2 separate regions of the Anas platyrhynchos genome follow, and region 1 is linked to region 2. The links are chromatin contacts, called in public Hi-C maps. All regions are on one chromosome and are shown on one strand. The core of a region is the stretch at or near the end of the contact, and the rest is flanking DNA. Distances in the headings are between cores, read along the strand shown.

Region 1 (6,118 bases), core at 2,885-5,384, 150 kb after region 2:
ATTGCTATGCTGTTGAAGTGCAGATACACAAATCTCCTTGGAGTCCCCAAGGTCCTTTTATGAGAAGCAGAGCTGCCATCATTTGATATCATCCTGCTGGCTGCTTTTTATATTGGAGTTGAGAGAAATAATTCTGTTGCTGTTAAATGTTCTTGGTGGAGTGCTATGTCTATTGCTATATGTTGTCATACATTTGATGTATTATCAGATTAGTACATGCTGTTATGGTAGTGTTTGGTTCATTGTCACGTTAGATGATTTGTAGTCGTTTATATATCACTTGAAATTATTACAGGTAAAAACTTGTCTAAGAAAATGTCAAAGTTTGTAGTAGCGGGTCATATAGCTACTAAAATGACAGATGATAGTAGTCCATAATCATAATGCAATATTCTCTGTTAATGTAAATCAGCGTTGCTCCAGGACTGCAGGGGGCTGACACCAGTTTACTCCAGTGCCCTGATCCAATCAAGCACTTAGGTACATCATTTAACTTTCAAGTAGGCCAGAAGTTCAGCTGAAGACAAGCAGGACTGCCCATCTGCTGAAGTACTTCACTGGATCGGAGCCCAAACAGGAATCTGACACACGGTTCACTTGCAGATGACACATCTTGAAATGATAAAGGCTATTATGGCTCTCGCAATTGGCTCATATTATTACCCATTCAGAAATGAGCTGTGGATGCTATAGGTAATAGTATACAAAGGCTGTGTCTTTTGTTCAGCGCTGGCCTTTCTGTGCAAACTTAGCATGCTCCAATTTAAATGTCATCCAGTGCACGAATGTTCAGATTTGGAATTTCTCAGTAACTTTAGTGACAAGGAAAGGCAGCTGCAGTTAGTCTGTGTGATACATGGGCTACAACAGAGCTGTACCCATTTACACTAGCTGAGTATCTGGCACAGAAGTACTGAAGTTGGAGGCAACAATCACAGAAATCTAATACTTAAAGATACGGCCATATTATTTTTCTAAAAGTGGGTAATGAAATACCACGCTAATGAAATGACACGGAGCGTAGCCTTCCATGTGGGCATCAGTGAGAGTCATTGTGTTGGGATATCAGGGTGGCTTATCTGTTATTAATTCTGTCTGAGAACAGTGATAAAGATTTTATTACTTATTCTTAAATTTATTAGGGTGGACTGAAAGGGCAGCAAAGATCTCAACGGTGCTTGAATGACCCAAGAAATCTGTTTAATTTTCTGTATTTGCGTTGAAGATGCATTCAGGTTTGCATGTTGGTGTAGTTCCACTGACTTCACCCGACTTTTACATCTTGCTTGTGCACGCCCGCTGACCATGTTAGAAGCAGCCATATGCATGTAAATAAAATCTGTTCTGTGGGCTCAGCACTTAGATTGTCATGCCTTTTAGCTTTTAATAAACTCACATCAGCTGATGTTGGCAAAGAATAGGAGGCAGTGTTTTGTTAAGCTGCAGCAATTGAGACTCTTACTAGACCAGGAGTATTCTTCTCATCTGTCGGTAAACCCAAGACCTGGCAAACAGGAGAATATGCTGACTAGAATAGTTCAGATTCTGCTGTTGCACATTTATGGAACAAGCCCCAATATGACCACAGCTGTGGAGTTTATGTACAATTAGCTGATTTTTTTTTTCAAGCAGACGAAGACTGAACAACTTGTAGAACAAATTGTATTTTTAATATCTCTACCTTACTGTTATTCTAGCTTGCTGGCCTTGTCTTGAGGAAAACCATAAATATGAGGAAGCCATAAATGTGTCTTTATAGTAGACAGATGCTTTCTGTAAAACGTACAGTGATCCATCTCCTTTCTATTTTAAGGCCAGGTTTTACCCACATGCTCAAAAACATGGCTGAAGTCATTTGGACCTTGGACTCCCCTTCTGTCCAGGCCATGTAGGCAGGGAAGAGCGTGATAGCAATATTTTATGGGAGGTTTGAGTACAAAGGAGGATACCATGCATCCTTTGTAACTGTCAGTGGCCAGCAAGGTCCTTTTCAGAGTGTCTTGCTTAAATAATGTTTGAGATGTCAAACGAGTTAAAGTCTCCATGCCCTCACCTCTTCAATAGCTGAGCAGAACAACCTTCAAGTTATGCACTAGAGAATTGGAAACTCAATCTGGCTACATTGTGAGATTAATTTTCCATCTGGGATTTGCACTCTTGCTATGTCAGCGCAGGGGATCAGACTGTTCTGCAGCAAAGCACGAGCGTGTAGAGTCACTGCACTGGCTGTCTGAAGAGCTCGTGGTCTTTTTGTGGTAAAGTTTTGAAGAATGTCATGATCACTTACTTATGGGATTTGATGCCAGTAGTTTGTATCACCTGGGCATACTTTTGCCATCCTATATCTGAAGGTTTTTTACCATATAAGTACTACCTCATCCTTTCTACTAAAGATGCCTAGAGGGTTTTGTTTCTCAAAATTTGCCCTATTTTGCCCTAATGTAGCTTAATAAGACTCTTACCATCTAAACATTTCCAATGCATCTCATTTCACTGTGGTTTATGTTAAGTAGTATTTCTTTATTCTCTTTTATATAATCATGGATTGGAAGTGTTAGAGATCCCATAAGCCCTATTAGTTTTATTAGCAAGAAAAGCCAGTTGCTTTATTAGCATACTGGCTTTCCACATCTTCAGCACTGGAATTCTTATTCTCCTTTATTTGTCTTGCTTAATCATAGGTTCTTGCTTCCTTGATTTCTTAGATATAGACATAGATCACTCCCAACCCTTGCTTTCTTTTGTGTTCTGAAGCAACTTTTCACACCCACAGTGCTTAACTATTTTTAATGCACAAGTTAATACTAGAAATTGGACAGTGACCCGTAGAGACAACCCATATAAAATTGCTGTATGGTTCTGATTTGTTTTTACTGGGACAAGTGTCCACGTAGCGATTAGCAGACCATAATTGTCACTCTTGAAGGAAATATAAGCAGAAAGGCTAACCACTAACTGGGCATGGAAAAGCATAACTTGCAGATTTTTGCTCAAAGATATTCCTCCAGGTTAGGGTTGAAAAGCACTGGGGGACCATGAATAAGGAGGAGCACAGTGCCCATATCTTGCTGTGCCTTATGGGAGCGGACAAGCAGCAAAAATGAGTTGCATTGTTATCTTTTACAAGAACAGTTCTCAGCTAAGAATAATTTATAGGGATTGCACTTCATGCGTAATGCTCCTAAGGGTTGCATTCCCCTGAACATTACTAACCTTCAGTACATAATGGCTTTGACCCACGAGGGACCTATTTGTGTGAGCACCACCTATAAGTTGCTGTTTTTCACTCAGCTTCCAGATAGTCCTTTACCAGGCAGAGATTTTGGGAAGGAGAGTGGGTGTGGAAGGGCTGAGGGGAGCACCTTGCTTTGCCAAGGAATAAAGTGATGTGGCAGTGCAGGCTGAGGAACGGTTACATCTCACCTGCACAGCTGCCTTGCTTCTTCTGGAGTTCTGGAAGCACAACTGTCCCTAGGGGACCTTCCAAGGCAAAACGTTCTGGGAAAGAAAAATGACTTCTAATCAGTATTTTTTTTTTCCTCAGAAGAATCTCTCCAGGGCAAGAATGTGTATGGAGGGCCATACTGTCACCCAGCCCAACCTCTCCCTCCCGAAAGTGGGGGCTGAAGAATGCTAATGTGTTGCGTTTGGAAGGTCCTTCATTGCCCAGCCCTGTAGCTCACAACTGTGTTAAACTCCTTGGATGTATTCAGCAAAGTATTTCTGAGTCTAGCAGCCCTGTGTCAGACTTTTGCTTTCAAAACGTCTGGTAAGAATTTTTGCAAAATTTTCCCAGATTGGCTTCTCCCTGTCTGTTGTCATAAAATAGCTGAGGTATTTAATCCTGTATCTTTAGACTGGACTGGGGGAAACTGTGTTTGAGCGTCCTACAGCTGATAAATTGGATGTGTTAGCCTCAAGGATGGAAGCTGGCACTTAGCTTAGGTGAAAGAGATGAGTAATGGCCCTAAAGATGCTAAGCTGTTTGAAGCTCTTCTAATAAATGGGGTCTTTTTGTGATGAGCTATCCTCACTTTCTTTGACTGTTTGGTATAAAAGCTTTGTATATACAAGCACATTACTCACTATTTACTGGCCGTGGTTGTAAGGCTGTTTAATTTTGCAATGGTCCCATCTAAGGGATGATTCTTGTACTGCATGGAAGGGAGACAGGCAAGCTTTGCTTTTCGCTTTATTTGTGTGACTCTGCCCCCATGGAAACACCGTGTAGCCAGCACATTTGCCATAGGACACAAAATGCCAAACTTGCGGCTTTCTGGATGGGGAAGTTCCACTCATCCCAGCGGAGACCCAGGGGACAGGCATGGAAAGAGACTAAAGGAAACATGAAAAAGAATGTAGTTATGGTGGAGAATGGGGCTTTTTGGGTATAAAATACCCAGTATCCCTACCATCTCCCTCTGCCTACATCCCTATTCCCACTCTGATTTTTTTTTTCTCTGTTGTGTTCTTGCCAGCTTCTTGTTTGTGCCTCTCAGTTATTTTTTTTTCCACTTTTTTTTGCTTTTCTCATCTGTTGATTCTTTTTCTCCTATTTTATAGTATTCCTCTTCTGTTCTCTCTTACTTTCTCTATTCTTTCCATATCTTAGCCCCGTGCCCACATCCTCGCATAGCAAAAAGCGAAGAGGAAGGGAAGGTTTGGGGCTCATTCCTCAGGTCTGCTCTCAAGGCTCGCAGTACTTTGGTTAAGCATTGTGGTGCATTTTGCTTTTTTTATGGGTACAGCATATCCATATAGCACTGATTAGGGTATACCAGTGTTCCTGGACTGGAAGAGGAAAGATTTATGATGGCATTGATTGCAGTGCTAAAATAAACTGCCCTCCCTTAGCCAGACGAATACGAGTTTGTAAATGCCAGCGTTTTATACACAAAATGAAGGACACTGGCTGGGGAAGGCAGCTGCCTAGGTTAGCTGTTCAAGATCTGAAAATGGCAAGTCTTTAAAAGCAAAGAGCCAGAAAAAGTCATTTATATTAAAACAAACTCTGTCATGAGTCATTTGCCTTCTTTTTCTCTTACACACAGAGTTTGTCTCAGACCTTCTAAGGCCTGAGTAACATCTGATACTCTTTAGGCTGAGCTGGCTCTAATAGGAGCGGGCTCCTGCTTCCAGTTACAGTGTACCACTTACCAGTCACAGCGTACCACGTAGAGCTCTTATTTAATGTGGGTCTTGTGTTTACAGGCTATAACTATTACTTTTTTTGTCATTTTTATGGTAATAGAAAAGATTGTTTGCCAGTGATTCAGTCCCAGCCATACTGATGAATGGGTTGGTGTCCTGAGCAGTGGCAGCAAAGAGCGGCCCGAGAGGGGCTTTTACTTTTTGCCTCATTCATTTTTCTCGTGCAGCTTCAGCCATGCCCCAAGGTCACAAAAAGCTGGTCACTGTGGATGGTGTGGGAGTGGAGAGCTTGAACACATGTGGAGCAGAGTTTGTTCCCCAAGGGCTAGGGTGTAACTTCGCAACACGCTCTGATTAGGGAACATCACGTAGTACATCTCCCTATAGGAAGATGAGAGGGAGCCACATGAAGCAGAGAGCTGTAATCAGCACCTCCTTTGCCTTCTGGAAAGAGATTCACCTCCTTTTCACGGTACAGCGCTTGGCAGGTTTCTCAGGTTAACACAGACAGGTACGGATGCAGGTGGCTGGCAATTCCTCCCGTACCCTTACCTTATTCTAACCATATCACTCAGCGTTGCTTTACAACTCTCACACAGCTCACACATGAGCTGTGTGTGGTTTTTCTCCCCTTTTACTTTAGAAGAGGCGACACCAAAGCATACACTGTCTGAAAAACACAGCCTCTCCCTTTTCTTCTTCCCCTCCCCTCTGTTCCCATGTTTTGGTTCAAATATTTTACCAGGTGCTACAGGTGGGAAAATAGGTTAACTGCAGCTAGAAAATACAAAAGGTGTATGAATCTTTCACGTTTAGTTAACTGCTTGTGCCAAGGCACACACAGACCTGAAAAGGGAAGTTGAAACCTGCCGAATGTCAGAAAAGTTTTGTCCCACTCATAAGCTTACAGAGAAAGTGTTTAAGCATCCCCAGCTTGCTTGGGAAAGGATAACCTTCCAGCCCACTG
Region 2 (6,594 bases), core at 989-3,488:
GTGTCATGCTGCAGGGGGAAAGGAGAGCGGCACCGGGGTCATGAACAAAAAGGAATTTGCTTATCCAATTTCCGTCTCCTTCTGAATTTGATTGGAACTCGCAGTTGTCAGGCTGTGTTTAAGTCTAGTCTTTACCAACGCCTCCTTAACTGCGGAAGGTCAAAACCAATTATTGTTTTGCCTCCAGGGACTTTCCTTCTTCAGAGAGGCCTTACAGTGGATGTTCTTTAAACCCTTTTCCTTCCAATTAAGGCAGCAGACTCCTTTTTAGAAGGTTTTTCAGGGGACGAGGGGACAGTAATCGGGAGACTGATAGATTTATCAATAGCCTCGAAAAACAAAGCCTGTATGTCTCGGGAAGCTGGAAATCTAATTCCTTTCAATGACTTTTCTCACTCTGAACTTTAAATCTGTTGTTTCATTACACCGGGAATGGAAAGCCCCTAATTTTCCCAGGCTACAGTTTTCCTCTGGTTTTTAACCCTCAAGTACCATGTGGATTTATGCCTCAGCACCTGATGTTCAAGTTTTTCACGTAGATAAAAATGCTTAAGTTCTGTTTTTGGTAGGAATTTACAGCTGTACCGTCTGGAGGGAGTTGTGAGAGGCTGTACCTGCATCCACAGCTGTAGTCTGACAAGTAATTAACATCTTCCACATCTTTGGGGTGGGAAGGGAGAAGAACATCTTGAGAGTCTTTCATTTTTTTCCCCTTTTCCCCTTTCATTTCTGTTATGGACATCATTGTTTTCAGTTTTATAGATTGTTTTTTCCCCTCTACTCCAACCCATTGATACCTACCAAGGCCTGTTTCAGCAGATGGCTTCTTTTTATTCAGACATGTATCAGGGACTGCTGTGATTATACTTTTACCCATTGAAGGGGTTAAACGCATTGTTTCCCCTTGAATGTACCATTTGTTGTGGGAGAAGTGAGCAGCAGAGCAGATAAAAAAATAATCTCATTTGAAAGAGAAAATCCAAGTCCAAGGCCAGGTGGGGGGAGGCTGCTGAGGAAACAGCCTCCCCCCACCCAAGTAAATGCAGGAAACAATACTTTGGTATTGCAGGTGCCAAAATACTTAGCAAAAATACTGTGTAATTGCTATTTATGTCAGCATGGACCATGAAAACATGGTACTCTGTGTAAGAAGTAACCCCCACACATAACCAGGTACGTTTGTGTATTGCAGTGTTTAGGTGGCTGACCTAGATTGTATTGACTACAGTAGTTGCTCCTACAGGAATACTGGGCTGTGCATAATATTAAGGGAAGTCTGTTTTTTTCTGGAGCTGGCAGATTTAAGACCCTTGATTAATTATATTCACAGCTTCACTGAAGCAGGACTGTAATTATGTGATTATAGGGCAGCTGTAGTCTTGTGGACTGAGAACAAGGACACGAATTAGGAAACGTGCGTCTTGGTGCTGATCTGCCACAGTCTGTTTTGTAAGATCCCAGGCAAGTCACTTGAAATGCTCCGGCTACCATTGGATAGACCAATTTTAGATGTTGAATTTTGGGGGTTTCAACTCAATTCCTTGATTCTGTTATCCTCAGGGAGAGCATGGAGTGACTGGCTCAGTTGCTGAGGTTTCCTCCATGCCTGCATTTAATCAGATAATTCCCGTCTTCTGTGCCTAATGGGGATGATGAGTGCCTTGCAGGTCAAGATATTATTTGCAATTGCTTTATAAAGGGTTAATCTACTACAAATGTCCTTGTGACCATACACAAATTTGAATAAGTCCAGGGGGTGCTGATAAATTCATTACAATTTACTGTTCCCATCTGCAACGTGCTTATGCTAAGGGTTAGCCGGGCATTAATCCTTTCAAAAACATTTATAAATAAAGCCAGAATGCCACGTGTGACTGAAATAGCTAGGTATGACTCTGCAGGCAGAAGTGCAGAGCTCTGCTTTCCTTTGACACGGTGCTAGCCCTTAGCCCTGAAAATACATCTGGGCAGACATCGCAGCAGCGACGCTAAGAACTATTTTCTTGGTTGAAAATAATGGTTCCCTTCTTACTCAGGAAAATCATCCAGACCTAATGACTTGCTATTCCTGTCCCGCCGGACTGCTCCAGATAGCGCAACGGAAATTTCCTTTGCTACTGCAGGGAGAGCCTGTCCCCAAGGAGGGCTTTTCTTTTGATAAGGTGTCTCTCCTATCCCGCGCTGCTGAACCAGCCTGAATCAGCACGCCAGCATGTGAGTGCAGGAAGATCCCGGTCTCAGCCGCTGAGTCACATGAATAACTGGAATAGTTCTGCAAAGCAGAATTAATTCCCAGAACCTCTTCAGGCATATACCAGCAGGCACATGCTTTTGCTCCAGCATTACTTTACAGCTCTGTGATGCAGTGGCAAGGACAGTGCTGATCCTTGTAATTGAGATAATGCAGTTTACCTGGTGTTAGAGTGTTAAACCTTACAAGTTTATTGTTGACACTCTCCTGCTTCCAAGAAGATTTAAGAATAAGCCACAGCATAACAGAGCTATTAGGGTTAAGCTTAAATCAACTGTGCAGTGACTCAGAGCTTGTAGCCCTTTCAGACCAAGTGTTGGGGGGGATAATCCTGTTGTTATTAACTATTGAGTTGCTTGTGCTTTGTGCAGACTGTTTAGTCAGCAAAGATACGTACAGAGATTCACAGAGACTCTCTTTTTTCTTTCCATTCCCCCTTTTTTTTTTTTTTTTTTTAAATCTATTACACTTTGGCAAAAACCTCTGAGTTACAGGAATAGTAACTCAACAGCCCTGAGATTCTGGTTTAGCAAAGTCCTTAGACTACATGCCTGGAATTTGGGCTAAGATATCCAATTCTCTACAGAACCTTTCAGTCCTGAAATGTGTCAAGCCTGCAAGGATTTTAAATAAATGAACTTTCAGGAAGTGAGGGAAGAAGGCTACATAGCAAATGCAGAGTCCAGGTATTCCTGGTGGACAAGGACGTGGGGGCTTTAATAGGGCAACAGTGTGACAGAGAACATAGTGTTTAATGAACGTTTTGAGACTTTTTCCTCTTAAGCACTAATTTCTGTTGTCTAGATAATAATGGTAGGCTGACCAAGCACATAGGAGAGCAAAGAAGAAAGACTGCTTGCGCTTCTACCTGCTGCTCTTGAATATGTCACAAATGAATTCAGGATGATCTGCTTTACAGTCCAGCATCACTGATAAGGGGAGCTGATTTATTTCTGTCTTCTCTTCTTTGTTCTAGAATATTAGTCAAAATTTGTGCAATTTCTCCAACAACTGCTGTAATTTTTAATATCTTAGTCCTTTGGTAAGCCTTACGTTGTGTTTCACCTGACATGTTATTATCAACAACCATCACAAAAGAACATGAACTTTAGAAATCTAAAATAATTTGAAATCACATTGAAATTATTGTTATTGAAGAAGAGATCTAGAGCCAACATTTAGATGTCTGGATGTCTATGCTTTGTGGTTTGTCCACAGATGAAAACGTGTTACTTGTTTGGGCTCAAAACCAGTACCTTTCCCTGGGATGTATCTGGAACAAACGCTCACTAAAAGCAAACATTATTTCTGACATCTATTGCTTGTCTGGATGGCAAACTGGCAAGTGTTGAAATCTGTGATAACGGTCAGAAGAAAGTATATAGTCCTGTGGCCATGGAAACCTCATATAGTTTTTTCCTGTTTCTTTTTCTGCATTTTCTAGTGAATGAATTGTTCTGAATCCAGCTGGATGGCAGCCCAAGCGACTGCAGGCCTCAGCTTAGCCACAGCAGAGGGCAAACCTAGAGAAAAGCTTTCTCTTTGCATGTTCTCACCAAAATGCTATTTTCAGTAAGTAACTTTTTTTTCAGGAAGAGTAGTTCAGTGCCTCAGGAAGAGTGACCATTCATTCCCCGGTCTCTCTGGCTAAAAAATAAAACAACCCGAACACAAAGTAGCAGATCATGACTCATATCCATATGATTCAACTCTTTTCCCCCATTCCTGCCTCTGAAGCAGGTGGCCTCCTCCAGACAGCCTCCAGGGAACGGTCCCCCACGTGTGTCTGGGTATCGGCTGGCAGAGCACTCACCAAGTGCCGTGCCAGCCTTGTGTCCTGATGGTTAAACACTTGGTCATGGATCTAACCCGTGCCCCACACCTCTTCAGTTTCTGTATAGATGAAAGCTGTAAGCAGGGAAGGCAGCTAGTGCCAGCGGTGGGCTTGGTTGTGTGACAGGGACAGGAGAAGAACGCGGACGACGCTGGCAGCTCACCGTGACAGTCCTTTTCACCAGTGCTTCAACAAGCATCTGCTCCACGTTCACAGAGGAACACCTCCCAAACCAGGGGGCCCTGAGGTAGCACAAGGCTGGTCAGGATTTTCAGGGACTGCTGAGGTCATCTGGAGGTTTTTGCAGGGTACCTGGACTGAAACGATCTTAATCCATTATCGCTCCACCAAGATGCCGCTGCCACTCCAACTTTTGGTACACCGTTGTACAGCTAGGGTGGGTTAAGCATATCTTGTGCTGTCTAGATGTTGGACAAGTGTTTGTGGTGTTCCCCAGGTATTACAGTATGATGTCTTATATCCTTTATCAGCACAATATGTAGGGCAGACATACTTTCTTTTCCGGTTGTTTTCAGTGGGTTCAGTTTTAGGCCCCCAACATGTTCGTTGTGCCTGCAGCAGTGATGCTGCTGAATGTGCTCAGCTCTTCCTACAATCACTGCTTTCAAAAACTGTTTGTTATTCTGTAGGGCTGGCCCAGTATTATTTTCTGAGAACACAGTCAGCACCTTCACCCAAATGAAACCAGTGTGTGGTTTCATTGTTGTCCTCAGAAAGAACCAGATGAGTCCTACAACTCTACAGCTACTCTGTGATATTAATGCCTGTATTCTGTAGCTCCATCAACGAACATAAAACGTGTAGTGTGGCTCTGTTCAGCTTTGCCTCTTACCTATTTTCTCACCAAACAAGCAGGAGTTTGATGGCAAAATCTTGAATTTAGGGCTACATGATTCAGACAACAGATCTGACTGAGCAGCAAAGCTCAGTTTGTGTTCCAAAATGTAGCAGCAGCACAGGTATTTATTACAGGAAAGCCCCCAGAGCACAACAGTTAGAGGAATGATCTTTCTGTAAAATTTTACAACACGTTTATAGGATTCTACAGAGAAGATCTTTAAGAGGTAAACTTTATTACATTTCAATCCAAATCTCTAAATATTTGTGATTTCCAAATATCTGTTAAAAGGCAGCCTCTAAATGGGCTTATCCATGGTCACGTGCTAGGTGCGTCACGCCGGAATTGATACCATCATTGGATTATCCTACTTGTTAGCACTTTGAATCTTCGTAATGTACTTTGAAGTCTTCAGAGGAAGAGCTTCATGGGAATATTTGGAGAGCCTGATTCAGTTCTTAATTGGGCTGACTCATGCTGAGTCACCAGGAGTTCCATTAGCTGCATCCTTAAATGCAACACTCAGGTTTTCGGAGGGCTGTGTGGCAATCAGACACCCCCAGCAGCTGCTGGAGTCCCATAGGGTCAGGAGATCCGCTTCCATTATGCCCTCTGGAAAGTGCTGATTTCAAGTCTACCAACCAACATGGCTCTGGCTGCAAAGCCAGCCGGTTCTGAGCTCTTCTGACACCTGGTTGACCAACTGCTTGCCAGGCAGCTTTTGAAAATTATCTCCTACTCTGGCTTCAGCATCATTGGCATCTCTTACGCACAGAGAGTTCACCACACCCACACTTTTCCATCCTGCAGGAAGTACTTGGCCAACAGAAGCACAGTTAAAAACACAAGAAGCATTTTCCCTTAATTTTGTAGGAAAGGATTTTTACTCCATAAGTCAGCTCCTTAATAAAACAGCAAAAGGCGGTGAGTAAGGCACCTGATGACTAAAATAATTTAGGTTGTGGGAAGCAGCAGGGTTTGATATTGAATACAAATCTGAGTGGGATTCGTTTCACCTAACTTAAGCCATCTGAAGCTAAGCCTTCGGACGAAGGAAGCCACCCAACTCTTGATCTGTTGTCAATGGGGACTGGGATGGTGACTCATCGTGTCGGTGTTAGTTGTGCTGGGGTGAGTGGATCACCCTTTGATGTTGCTTCCTCGTACCACTTCCTAATGCTCTACAAAATACAATGATTGCTGATTGATGTTAGACAGCTAAAGTTAGGTAAGATAAAGACTAGCAGTAACACATTGCCATGTGCAGAGACCATATTTAATAAAAGAGAACACAGTTTGCAACGCCCATGAATGTATGAAAATAATGATGGAAATGGCCAAAACCGCACATAATCAACCAGGTTGTGGGGATGCTTGTGGAAATGGTCATACTGGCATGGACAGATACACAGATGTGGAACAGAGCAACTGTCCTGTGGATGCTAGCAGTTTTTCATTTAGCCTTGTTCCAGACATGCCCATGCACTCACAGTGTCTTAGTAACTTTCTTTTCCTTTATAGGTGTTGCTTGTAGCAGCTTTTAGCTCCCTGCCACTCTTTTGGGGTGGGAAAAAAGGAGGCATCTAACCTCACAAAAAAAAACCATGAAACAACAGAATTGATCTGTGACAACTCTCCGAACAGTAGAAG

Evidence for each region. A called contact is a pair of places that touch in the nucleus more often than the background predicts.
Region 1: a contact with region 2 is called in a Hi-C map of subcutaneous adipose tissue, with 2.4 times the contacts expected there. The contact joins two enhancer-like sites. A contact is called at or near these places in 2 of 8 Hi-C or Micro-C datasets (skeletal muscle and subcutaneous adipose tissue).

What each region holds. Positions count from the first base shown.
Region 1 is chr8:35,943,522-35,949,639 of IASCAAS_PekinDuck_T2T, forward strand. The region is part of intron 15 of FGGY (FGGY carbohydrate kinase domain containing); the gene reads left to right. Among named protein-coding and RNA genes, the nearest start is that of HOOK1, 43 kb to the right of the region's middle. Within about 2 kb of position 4,135, at least 4 of the 8 cell types and tissues checked have an H3K27ac peak or open chromatin away from gene starts, as enhancers often do. A contact at or near this core is called in subcutaneous adipose tissue, where this site is marked.
Region 2 is chr8:35,799,088-35,805,681 of IASCAAS_PekinDuck_T2T, forward strand. No RefSeq gene overlaps it. Among named protein-coding and RNA genes, the nearest start is that of FGGY, 26 kb to the right of the region's middle. Within about 2 kb of position 2,239, at least 8 of the 8 cell types and tissues checked have an H3K27ac peak or open chromatin away from gene starts, as enhancers often do. A contact at or near this core is called in subcutaneous adipose tissue, where this site is marked.